2 separate regions of the Mus musculus genome follow, and region 2 is linked to region 1. Evidence: chromatin contacts called from public promoter capture Hi-C data. All regions are on one chromosome and are shown on one strand. Each heading gives the region's core, a stretch centred on a gene start, on an enhancer-like site or on the middle of the called end of the contact. The rest is flanking DNA. Distances are from core to core; before and after follow the strand shown. Region 1 holds the start of Tap1 (transporter 1, ATP-binding cassette, sub-family B (MDR/TAP)). Region 2 holds the start of Nfkbil1 (nuclear factor of kappa light polypeptide gene enhancer in B cells inhibitor like 1).

Evidence for each region. Promoter capture Hi-C pulls out the DNA fragments that hold promoters and counts their contacts.
Region 2: a contact with region 1 is called in a promoter capture Hi-C map of pre-B cells, with 3 times the contacts expected there. The contact joins the promoter of Nfkbil1 here to the promoter of Tap1 in region 1. A contact is called at or near these places in 5 of 39 promoter capture datasets (the HPC-7 cell line, frontonasal cranial neural crest, liver and 2 more), 1 of 15 datasets of contacts at CTCF or cohesin (embryonic stem cells), 1 of 484 Hi-C or Micro-C datasets (B cells) and 1 of 9 other capture datasets (adipose tissue).

What each region holds. Positions count from the first base shown.
Region 1 is chr17:34,183,343-34,189,337 of GRCm38.p6, reverse strand. It overlaps Tap1 (transporter 1, ATP-binding cassette, sub-family B (MDR/TAP)), which reads right to left and starts at 1,782. Exons shown (of 11, transcript NM_013683.2): 1 at 933-1,782; 2 at 46-160. The coding sequence starts at 1,458. Psmb9 (proteasome (prosome, macropain) subunit, beta type 9 (large multifunctional peptidase 2)) reads left to right here and starts at 2,008. Exons shown (of 6, transcript NM_013585.2): 1 at 2,008-2,088; 2 at 3,541-3,608; 3 at 4,925-5,056; 4 at 5,594-5,723. The coding sequence starts at 2,029.
Region 2 is chr17:35,232,117-35,238,302 of GRCm38.p6, reverse strand. Nfkbil1 (nuclear factor of kappa light polypeptide gene enhancer in B cells inhibitor like 1) reads left to right here and starts at 2,517. Exons shown (of 4, transcript NM_010909.5): 1 at 2,517-2,653; 2 at 3,072-3,351. The coding sequence starts at 2,597. Atp6v1g2 (ATPase, H+ transporting, lysosomal V1 subunit G2) reads right to left here and starts at 1,707. Exons shown (of 3, transcript NM_023179.3): 1 at 1,458-1,707; 2 at 1,086-1,186; 3 at 1-678. The coding sequence starts at 1,539. The coding sequence ends at 505.

The DNA of each region.
Region 1 (5,995 bases), core at 533-3,032:
AGCCAGTCCCCTCTGCTCTGGGACCCCCATTCCCATCCTCCACACCTGGCTATGGTGAGAATGGACATGAGCCATATGTTGCGGGTGAAGCTAGGAACTGTCTTATCCTGAAGAATCCAGTCAGTGATGCGGCCCGTGAAGAAGGGAATGGCCATTTCCCCTGGGGAGAGAGGAGAGACACCTCAGTCACAAACATTATGAGCAAACTACCCGCAACTTCTGCCCCTCTCCCTTCACCACTATCCAGGAAGCTGAGCTCCCAGACCCAAGCCTGTTCACAGACCCAAGCCTGCTCGGCTACATCAAACTTCTCAAGGGCTACTTGAGGGCGGTTAGCAGACCTTGGGGGCACAGGCTGTTAATCCCAGCACTCCAAGTAGAAGCGAGCAGATCTCTCTGGGTTTGAGACCAACCTGGGCTACATAATGAATTCCAGAAGAGCCAAAGCTACAAAGAAAGACCCTATCTCAAAAAGGAAAGAATAGAAAAGAGGGGAAGGGGGAGGGGAGGGGAGGGGAGGGGAGGGGAGGGGAGGGGAGGGGAGGGGAGGGGAGGGGAGGGGAGGGGAGGGGAGGGGAGGGGAGGGCAGGGGAGGGGAGAGGAGAGGAGAGGAGAGGAGAGGAGAGGAGAGGAGAGGAGAGGAGAGGAGAGGAGAGGAGAGGAGAGGAGAGGAGAGAGAAGAGGAGAGGAGAAGATGGCGGTGTGGAAAGAAACCTTCACATTTGGGCTATGATGTGAAGTTCTGCTCCCAGAAGACCCTGTCCCCAACGCCCTTGTCTGGACCCCTTCTCGGGCCTGGGTCCTTCTCTTTCCGCCTAAGTTGCCTCCTTAGTGTCTCTGACGCTTCCCGGGACTACTTTACTCTCCCTTTCTGCCTGGAATGCCCATTGCCCTGTCCCCTGTGGCCTGCTCTTTCACCCAGTCTCCCTTACCAAGGCAAGAGAGAATCAAGAGAACCAGAACCAGGTAGAGACGTCTCTTCTTAGGGCCCAGGAAGCCCAGCATCCGACACAGCATGTCTCCAGCGTCCCTGTTGCCGCTGGGCGCCCAGAGGCTCCCCAACTTGTGCCACAGGGCGGCTGCGGGCAATGCTGCCACATAACTGATAGCGAAGGCATCTGGACGACTGTTCCAGTACAGTAATCCAGCGCTGTCACCCTCCCGGAGTGTTCCCCAGGCGGCCAGCTCTCGGAACAAGGCAAGTCCAGGCAGGGCCAAACTCAGTGCGGCCACCAGCGGCTGCAAAGCAGCCAGCCAGCCATGGGCTCCTGCGGTGACCCCGAGGACCCCGCGGACCCCTAGTCCTAGGATGGCCCAGCGACTCAGGCCCACCACCCAGACCCGGAGCAGCGGCACCTCGGGAACCAACAGGGAGAAGATTCCCGGGAGCATGGGCCGCAGCAGCAGCCAGTCCACCAGAAGGAGCAGGGCGGCCGCCAGCCAGACGTGCGCAGCCATCGAGCGTGAGCTGTCCAGAGTCTGGTCCTAGCCTGGGACTCTCGACGTCCGCGCTGCACAGGAGTCTCCGTGGGGAAGGAAGAAGGGCGGGTCCGAGGGCGTGCGCGTAAAGTCCCGGGAACCCGCTCGAGCTGGTGGAGCTGACTAGAAGTGCTGGCGTTTAGAGGAAGAAGAAACCGAAAGCCGACCTCGAATCACTAGACACGCCTCCTTCTGAGACTGGCTTGCTCAGGCTGTTCTGGAAGCTGCCGCTGAAGCTGTAGTTGGAGTTCTGCCTAGCAGCCCTGGCCTGTCGTGTTCTTCTCCATGAATCTCATTCTCCTCTTCTTCCCCAGCCCCCTTAACTTGCTTGCGTGAATTTTCCCATCCCAGGCCCCACCCCAGATTGAGGGCAGGACCCTCTGTCGTCACCTGTCTCTGGGCAGATTTGCCCTGCTCAGGTTTGCTCTGGGCGCCAAATGCTGGTAGAACGGCACGCCCCTTGCGCGATGATGGGGCGGGGCCTCAGTCTGCAAGTTGCCTGCACCGCGCGCAGCCGCTGATTGGAAAGCCGAGCCCCGCTCTGCTGAGATGCTGCGGGCAGGAGCACCTACCGCCGGCTCGTTCCGGACGGAAGAAGTCCACACCGGGGTAATGGGTCTCGGGGTGAGAGTCAGCGGGTGGAGTGATCAGGGACCCCTAAAGCTCTGGAAGTAAACCAAGAGACTTAGGAAGCTTGTAGCGCCCAGCGCTTGCGCTCCACAGTGAACGTAGGGTATCCCTGCTCAGAAGTGTGGTGTCCAGGGGTCTGTGGAGGGATCCGCATGCGAAGCTGGTGAGAAGGTGCGTTCTTTGGCTTGAGCTGGAAGCGTCTAAGGGAAGTTGCTCCAAAGCGCTTTCGCTTTCACTCTAGACTGCGCAGTTGGGGTTACTGGCTAAATCAAGTGAGGGGCTTGGGGACCCCTGCAAAAGAGGTGCTGAGGTGTCCTGGATGAAGCACCTGAGAGAAGGTAATATGGAGGCTCACTGAAAAGGACCTACCTACACATCATACAGATCTTTGCTTAACCTAGCCCCAGACAGCCCCCACCCTGAGTGAGGACAAGCTCTCTGGCGCCAGGATTGAGGGGGAGATGGGGATGATCGGTGGTCCTCCTTGTTCCAGGTGCTGCCCTGCAGCACACTCCACCCCACCCTGTCCCAACACCGTCATTCCCATGCTTGCCTGAGAACTTTGCCCAGACCTAGGAGCTGGGAAGATGGCAGCTGGTTTCTGCTCTCTAAAAGCCACCAACCACAGTGTTAACATGGTGTGGAGGAACAAAGTGGACATTTCTGGCCTTTTACTTGTGCTCAGAAAGCACACTCGCGGGCAGGGTCCCCGGAGATCAGAACGACATGGAGTGGACAGAAAGGTTGGAAAAAGTCTCCCTCGCTGCCACGGAGCTGTGGGACTTAGAAATCAAATCAATCAAGGGTTCAGAGTGAGACCTGAGTCAACTTGGGAAGCTCATTCGTCTCCATAAGTCAGTTTTCTCAGTGCACCCAAGGGTCTCCTAAGGTGCCTTTTAACCTAGAAGGTGTGGGGGAAGTAGATGTGTCTACCCTCCTTCACTTATCCGTAATTCTTTCCTTGACCTGGAAAAACTCTGCTATCCAGAAGTCCTTTCCCCTGGCTGCAGAGACTTCGCTTAAGTGAAATTTGTGCCCTACCTGAAGGATCCTTGCTGCTTCTGTGTCTCGACTCCTGGCCATGTTAACCCCCGGCCTCTCTGTGTCCCTTGTTCAGTAACACTAAGGCTCCCCTTCTGATAAAGTAAGGTTGCAGGTGGGGGATCCAGGACCAGGAAAGACCTGGTCTTGTGTCACAGTAATTCACAGTAATGATGCATGTGGTACGCAATTCACAAGCAGCGGGGCCGGTTTCCTGGGCCTTCCTCTCAGTTCTTGCTCTCCTCATGCAGATTGTGTCTGCCTCCAGGAACCATCCTTGCTTTTCAGGGTGACCTTGAGTCGGTCACCTCCTGCATGGACATTTTCTCCTCCTTAAGATGGAGGCTCAAGACGCTCCTAGCTCTGACTTTTCGTACTGTCTCTCTGCAGACAACCATCATGGCAGTGGAGTTTGACGGGGGTGTCGTGGTGGGCTCTGATTCCCGGGTGTCAGCGGGGTGAGTAGTGTCAAAGGCCCGTGTGTTGGAGGGAAGCTGGTGGCCCTAAGTGCACATTTTTCTTGCCCACTTCTGAGGAGTATGATAACCTTCCAAGAAATGAAGCTGATCTTTCCAAAAAAGTATCATAATGCATTGATGGAGAGGCGTCTGGGCCTCTGAATCCATGGCATTCATGAATATTTTGTAGCTTGATGGACATAAAGAAATAGTATCTCGGAGGGACACGGGTAGGTTGTAGATGGACTGTGTTATCTGCAGTTAGGATAAAAGATAAATGGTGGTTTTCTGAAGCAGTTATCTCACTCATTTGCCTGAGTTTGAAGTAAGTTTGATTGGTCTCCCGTCCTGGCTAGTTTGCTCACACACAAGTCAGACTGGGATGACATCCATGCTGTTTCTGCCATGTTCCATAGAACCACCGTTGCCCCTCAAAGTGATGAACTGCAAGGAAATTCTGGAAAGAGGCAATTTTTTTCTCTTGTTTCACTTTTTGTTTTTAGAGACAGGGTTTCTCTGTGTAGCCCTGGCTGTCCTGGAACTCACTTTGTAGACCAGGCTGGCCTCGAACTCAGAAATCCGCCTGCCTCTGCCTCCCAAGTGCTGGGATTAAAAGCGTGAGCCACCACTGCCTGCCATAGAAGCACACTTTTCTTGCCTAGGTGTTCTTTTGTTGTTTTGTTATAAAAAAAAAAAATAAGTCTTTAAAAGTCTAATATTTTGGGTCTGGAGAGATGGCTCAGTGGTTAAGAGCACTGCTCTTCCTTACCACCCGGGGTTCAATTTCCAGCACCCACATGGCAGCTCACAACTGTCTGTAACTCCAGTTCCAGGGGAGCTGACACCCTCACACAGGCAAACATGCAGTCAAAACACCAATGGACATGAAATAAAGATAAACAAATCTATTTTTAAAAGTCTAGTGTTTTGTGAGTATAGTCTCTAAAATAGGATCTCTCCTGTAGCCCAGGTTGACCTCAAACTTGCTATGTAGTCAAGGCTGGCCTTGAACTCCTGTTCCTCCTGACTCTACCTTCTGAGTGCTAGGAGTACAAGTATGGCCGCCATGCCCACCTCATGCTATGCTGGGCTTTGTGCGTGCCAGGTAGGTACTCTACCACCTGGGCTACACCTCCCCTCGACACACACACACACACACACACACACACACACAGAGCCAAGCACATCTAACTTTGATTACTACAGTGACTTACTGATCTGAGATGTCTTTTTTTTTTTTCCTGCTTTAACCTAAGCATTGCAAGCTCTACAATTATCTTTTTAAACCAACTTGAACGTTTGGTTCTTCCTTACAGAACAGCAGTGGTGAACCGCGTGTTCGACAAGCTCTCCCCTCTGCACCAGCACATCTTCTGTGCCCTCTCAGGTTCCGCTGCTGATGCCCAAGCCATAGCTGACATGGCCGCCTACCAGCTGGAGCTACACGGGTACAAAGCCCTGGGGTCCTGACTCCCCTCCCGCTAAAACTCCCCAACTGCGTGGCTCTGCCAGCTTTGAGCTCCCACTGGAGTGTCTGGGAGCCAGTGTTCTGCGTCTGTGAAGAGGAAATCACGGTAGTGACTCCACCTCCCCTGTGCTGACTTGAAAAGTGCACATCACTGCCCTGATGTAGGAACTCAGGAAGAAGACAGCCATTTGGCCCACTCCTAATATCAGGCAGTTGCCAGGAGAAATCAAGGTCACTGGGACGGAAGCAAGCTTATCATCTGCTTTAACCGACGAGGGCAGGGCCCTTAGAGGCAAGGGAGGGGTTTATCATTGGGAGTGGGAAGGTGGAGCAGAGAAAAGCAGGTGAAGAGCCGAGGACCTCCATTGTGGAGCTCTGGCCCCCCTAGGCACATGGGAGGGAAGCTGGTATCTGTGCAGCCGCTGGTTCAAGCGTGACTTGGCAGAGAGGGCAATGGGCTAACAAGAGTGAGACTCAGCAGAGTGCTGTTGACCCTCCTTCCCGACATCCGCTTCAGGTTGGAGCTGGAGGAGCCGCCCCTCGTTCTGGCTGCTGCAAACGTGGTGAAGAACATCTCCTACAAGTACCGTGAGGACTTGTTAGCGCATCTCATAGTAGCTGGCTGGGACCAATGTGAGGGGGGACAGGTGAGTGTGTCCATTCCAGGTCTCAGGGTTCCCCACCCCTCTCTTCAGAGAGATGAAAGTTGCATGTCTTTCTAGCTTTGTGGTCCAGAGACAGTTCCTCTAAAGACATCCTACAGCCCCGATTACGGTGGTACACATCTTCAGTCTCGGCACTCGGGAGGCAGGGGCATGTGGATCTCTGTGGGTATGAAGAACCTGCTCTCTAGAGAGAGTTCCAGGCAAGCCAGGGCTACATTAGTGAAACCCTGTTTCAAAACAAGCAAAAATAAATG
Region 2 (6,186 bases), core at 1,268-3,767, 1.0 Mb before region 1:
GCCACCTTACAAAGTGAGCGTTGTTGCTGTCATTCCAGTCACAAAGATGAGGACACTGAGGCTTCCAGGTTAAATAGTTGTCCCAGTTGTGTAACCAGCAAGGACCAGGGGTGGGAGAGGAACAGAGGTTCCCCTGCTCTGAAGTCAGGGTGCTTTCATAACTGTCACCAGGACATATATTTCACAGAGGGGTCCGGTGGGGATGACGTGGGCATTCATTAGTAAACTTCCAGTGGGTGTCATGGAACAGAGAGATTCGGGTTTGTCGGGTTTGAACAGGCTACTTGTAAGTCTCAGGGGGGAATATTGGATCCTGTCACATAGAAGCCTCCCCTCCAGCAACAGGTTATTATGTGAAGCGATTTGGTGGGTGGGGGGGATGATATTATGGATTGAACCCAAGGCTCTGCGCATGCGACACAAGTGGTTTTGAGTTGGGATATTTCTCTGTGGACGGAGCTGACAGAAGGAGTCACTCTAGGGATGTGTCCCTGAGCGATGGTTCTAGACAGTAACCCGATAGTTGGGGTGGACCTGGGGCCTGACTTCACAGACCATGCCGAGAAGCTGAGCCAGGACGCGCTCCCGATTCCTCTGCTGGGAACTCTGCATGCCCTGAACCTGCCGTCTTGTGGCCTGCTCCACTTCAGCAGACAGGTTCCCCTGAGAGCCCATGGCCTGGGGGATGGGGGCGGAGGAGAGAAAGAAAAAAGCAGACACAGAGAAAGGAGGGTCCCAGCATGTAGGAGGAAAGGTTCAGAGGAAGGCCTGGGAAGCCTTTTCGAAACTATTCCCACCCCACAAAAACATGTAGATACCAAGCAGGTGGGCACAATCCTTACTTCTGAGACTGACCATAAAACTGTCCCCACCATACAGACTGTGAAGGCTGCCCCACAAGTCTCATGTACCCTTTAAAACCCTCAGACCTTACAGATCCCGTCAAAGCTTTACCAATGTGTGGTCCTTGTCAGGGCCTCTTCAGCTCTCAGACACCCTAATTTCTTAGTCACCTGTATACACCTGGCAAGAGGCACCCACCGATTTGCACCTGGGTGGGGCCATCCCTGTCCCCCTCAACTCACCGCCTGCTGCTTGCTCTGAAACTCCTGTTCCCGCTCCCTGCGGTATTGCTCCACCTCCATTTGAGCCTCCTCCTTCGCCTGCTTCAGTCGCCGGGCCTTCCCTAGAGGCAGAAGGACAGTGAGTGTACACACACACACACACACAACCAGGTGCGTTAGTGGGATCAGTGCCCTCTAGAAAGTTATCCAGTTTCCTGTCAACCAACCAAATGCTAGACTGTAAAACCCACCCGTTTCTTCTACCCTAATAGCCTCAGTCCCCCATCTGTCCTCATTGTCCTTGGGCTTTTTTTTCCTAAGGACTCAAATGCCCGCTATCCCCTATTCCTAAATTCTCCTTCCATATTCCTAAGAGAGGAAAGGGGGGCTCACTCTTCCTGGCATCGGCCACCTTCTCCGCTGCCCGCTTCTCAGCCTGGAGGAGCTGCTGGATACCCTGGGTCTGACTGGCCATTTTTATCACTAGAGAGGATGCTGTTCCGAAGGCGACCGAGGTACCAGACGGCTCCCACCCTCCAGCGCCTACTCCTCCGGGCCCTTGATGCGGTCCTCCACTCCCACTGGGTCTTAGCGCTCCCGTTTTCACTCAGTCTCCTGCACCGGGTGGGTGTCTGTCATCCTCACACTGATGACTGGTCCTCCTCTCGAACCTCACTGAGGTAGTACCCGAAACGGCCGCCCGAGGGCAGCAGAGACCAGCCCTGTGCTGACTACTGCAGCAGGTGCAGGGCCTCTCCGTGTCACCAGGGTCCACAGAGATGGGTCTGGGGGAAGCGGAGGGCAGAGTGTTTGGGTGTGAGGAGATCTTGGTTGGTGGTCTCGAAGGAGACACAAAGGCGATGAGAATGGTGTGGGAAGGTAAGGATGCGCTTGGACACAGTACGCTGGGTTTCACTTACACTCCCAACTGTGTCTCCACGCCTCCCTCCGCCCTTACCCCCTCTTTTCAGCCTCCATCTTCTCTTCAGACTTTCCCCCCAAATCTGAACGTCTGCACACATCTCCCTGCTCTGTCCTACGTTTGCCTTGTTAGTGTCTAACCATGTGTTTTTCTTTTTTGATCTACCCATATACTTGGCCTCATTGTGGTTGTGTGGTGTGTGTGTGATTATGTGTGTGTGTGTGAGATTGTGTGTGTGTGTTTCGAGACAGGGATTCTCTCTGTAGTCCTGGCTGTCGCTGCAGCTCGCCCTATAGACCAGGCCTGCCTCTGCCTCTGCCTCCCTTCGAAAGCTCGCCTCTCATCTTCCGCTTGCAGGAGGACCCTATGTCGCAAATTGTCTTATTTCCCCTCCGGAGACCTAATCACAAGTCACCCAGTCCGAGCGTTCGGTACGATTTCCGGGATGGAACACACAGTTCATTTCCGCCCGAAACTTGCGCGTGTGCTTGCGCCATTTCCTGCATCCTGGCGCGCCTCCTCCCTCCCCACCTCCCTTCTCCGAGCGTCTTAAGCCCAGGCCTCCGGCCTCCGTCTCTGAGGGTCCTTGGGGGGGCGGGGAGCAGGTCTGATGAGTAACCCCTCCCCCCAGGCCCCAGAGGAAGAAGCCTCTACGTCTGTCTGTCGGGTACATTATATTCCATTTCTAGATCGCTCTTTGAATTTGTGACTTTTCTCCAGATTTGTGGCTAATGAAAATTGCCCCCATCTGGCCTTACTTGATTTTTGTTGTTGTTGTTGTTGTTTCCCTCCAAAGTTCAGAATTAACTTTTTTCTTGGGCTCTGGAACCTTAAAACAACTATGTATCATTTTCTCAAAAATTACATCAAAAATTAACTCTGTGATTCCCCCCTCCCCACCAGCCCCCAACTCCAACCCCATCCCCACCCTCCGCCCCAAACTTGCCATCTGCTAAGGGATGAGAGTTTAGAATAGGCCTTATCTCTTGCTGGAGATGCAAGGGGGAGGAAATAGGAGGTAAAGGGAGAAACGGGGAAGAGCGGAGCTGGGACCTCACCGCTGCCATTTCCCACTTCTTCCTCAGCCCCAGAGTTGTTCCATGGCCTCCGCTTCCCGCCGGCACCGCCGAGAGCGACGCTTCCGGCGGTACTTGTCTGCAGGACGGCTGGTGCGAGCCCAGGCTCTCCTCCAGCGACATCCCGGGCTTGATGTGGACGCTGGGCAGCCCCCGCCTCTCCACAGGGCCTGCGCCCGCCACGATGCCCCTGCCCTGTGCCTGCTGCTGCGTCTCGGCGCTGACCCTGCCCACCAGGACCGCCATGGCGACACGGCGCTGCACGCTGCTGCCCGCCAGGGCCCTGATGGTGAGTGGGTCCGTGGGAACTGGTCTTGAGAAGCTGGCCAGATCTGAACTGAAAGAATGCGTGGGAAATAAAGGCCTGGTGTGGTGGCGCAGGTCTTTTGACTCTGGGCAAGCAGAGGCAGGAGAATCTCTCTAAGTATGTAGCCTACACAGTGAGCTCCAAGACTACAGAGAGACCCTGTATCATACAACAAAATAGTTGGGAAATAAGTTAGTTCTTTGGTCCTTGGGAACTGTTGAAGATCCCTGGTTGGGATGTGGCCATATCTCTCTAGTAACAGAAAAGCTTATCCTAACATCGCCCAATCAACTAAGGGGTGTGTGCTAGCATGGTGTGATTGTTTGTTTGTTTGAAGATTTATTTATTTTATGTATATGAGTACACACTGTAGCAGTACGGATAGTTGTGAGTCTTCATCTGGTTGTTCGGAATTGAATTTTAGGGCAACCGCACTCTCTCCTGCCCATATTTATTATTATAAATAAGTACACTGTAGCTGACTTCAGACGTGCCAGAAGTGGGCGTCAGATCTCACGACAGATGGTTGTGAGCCACCATGTGGTTGCTGGGATTTGAACTCAGGACCTTCAGAAGGGCAGTCAGTGCTCTTACCCACTGAGCCATCTCACCAGCCCGATTGTTTTTGTTTTTGAGTCAGGGTCTTACCGAGTCTCTCAGGCTGGCCTCTGCATCCCAAGTGCTGAGGTTGTAGGCATGTGTCTCCCACACCCAGCCGCATAGCTCGCAACTCTTTCTTTACATTTCCTAGCTTTCAGCTCAGTGACTACTTTGTTTCTTTGATGGTTTTTTACCTTGCAGTTGACTGCTCAGGTCAGATCCCAGCTCCACTCACCCCACCCCCACCCCCTTAATTTTGCTTCTCTCCTTGCATAATCAAAACAATGGCAACCTTGTAATAATGCCACAAACACCTTACAAAGTATCCATGCTTTGTCACATGATCAGCTGGGCCGGCCAGAGGACTTGAAACTTTTACTTGGTGTTATGCCGGAGATCTGCTGCTGTGTGTTAGGGATGGACTCATGTCCCTTGACACATACCAGGCGCCAGACCAGTTTTCTTCATTCTCACCAAAATTCTGTAACAAAAATCCTACTTAAGCTGGTGGTGCGGTCTGGAGGCGGAGGCAGTCCGGGCTCTGCAAACTCAAGGCCAGTCTGCTCTACATCCAAGCTAGCCGGAGCCACGGTAGAGAGACGTCAACAAAACATCTCCAGTCAGCATCGGTAGTGGCTCCACAGTGCAGACAGCCTCTTTCTAGTTCATTTGTGTTACTTACTGGCAGATAGCCAGCCCAGAAACAGCCTCCCCGCCTAGAAAGACAGGAAGTTCACAACACACTCCTGTAATCCCAGCCCTCGGGAACACCTCAAGGCCAGTCTGGGCAGGGCCTAAGAGTCTCAAAAAGTGAAGGAAAAAAAAGCCATCAAGCAGATCTCACCTAACCTACATGGCGGCTATGGTGTGACTAGTTTTATCCCGCTGAGGTTAACACTCAGGGGTTTCCTACCAGAACCCTGCACTCTCCTGCCCCTGCTCCCCCAGCCTCTTGACCTAGCCCCAGATGGCATACTTCTAGATCAGTTTTGCCAAATCCCACAGTTCTGGAAACAGCGTAGGTGTTGCCTTTGCAGTGACAGCAGAAGCAATTCCCTGGAGAGCAGCTTCCAGACTAGAACTGGAGGAGAGGCCCGTCTGTTAAGAGACGGACGGCCTTCTGCCCACAGATCAACAACCCTGCTCACTCACTCATCTCCAGCTTGGCCTCTCCTTGATCAAAACCAAAACCAAACCCAAAATCCTCTAACACAAATAAGATGGGCCTGCGTAGTTGATTTTCTTTAAGCTTAAAGAGAGGAAGGCTGCAGCTGCCTGGCTGAGTTTATTATGGGATACCTGAAGAGAAGAAGTCCCCAGACTCCTGAATACGTCCTGTGGAATCTTTATATACCACCAGTAGGGCTGTTCCAAGCAGAGTAGCAAGCCGGAAGCAGCCTCACTTCCAGTTTGAGGTTTTAAGAGCAAAAAAAATGCAATTGTGGCGTATACAGAAAGGCAGCTCTGGACAGCTGCAGCAAGCAAGCTTTGCTTACAGAAGCAGAGAGGTAGCGGTTAGATGGTCAGGCAGTTAACCTTCAGCTCAGAGTCACACTGTACAGGAATTTATGGCTGGACCAGAGACCAGTTTACTCTAAGAGCTTATAGCCGTTCAGTTCACCCAAGGTTGTTATAGCACTTAAAGTATTCTTAGGTATGCTTTCAGGAGATGTGTACCTAGATAGAGTTCAGCAGCCGGCTACAGTTTAAGAGGCAGCTCCTGGGTGGTAGCAGTGTGGTGCCTAGGGTTGCCGCTTACGGATCCTGAGGCCTGCACCCTTACCTCGGGAGCTTGTTCGCCTCCGAAACGGAGGTTGTAATAACACATGAGCCACGGACTGGCTGCAGCTTTGCTACGTAATGATAAGTTCCGCGGTTCAGTTAACTTGGCTGAGGATCTCCTAATGGTGGAATAGGCACCGCCACTGTCGTATAGAATTCTGAGAAACATGTGAAACATTTAACACACCGTGGCGAAAGTGAGGCCTCCCTGGGGAGTTTCGGGAACTTGTCTGCATGTCACAGTTGAGAGGTTGCAATGGTCCAAAGAGGAAACCATCCCTCCACACTTCTCCCAACCCCTGGTCTTTCAGACCGTTTTCCCGGCACCTGCCAGTTCTGCCACGAGGTGGCGCTCTAATCCCAACTTCATCTCATTCAGCGGCTGCCCGCTGCTTTGAAGATAGTTGAATGAGATTGATCCATTGAGCAGATTGA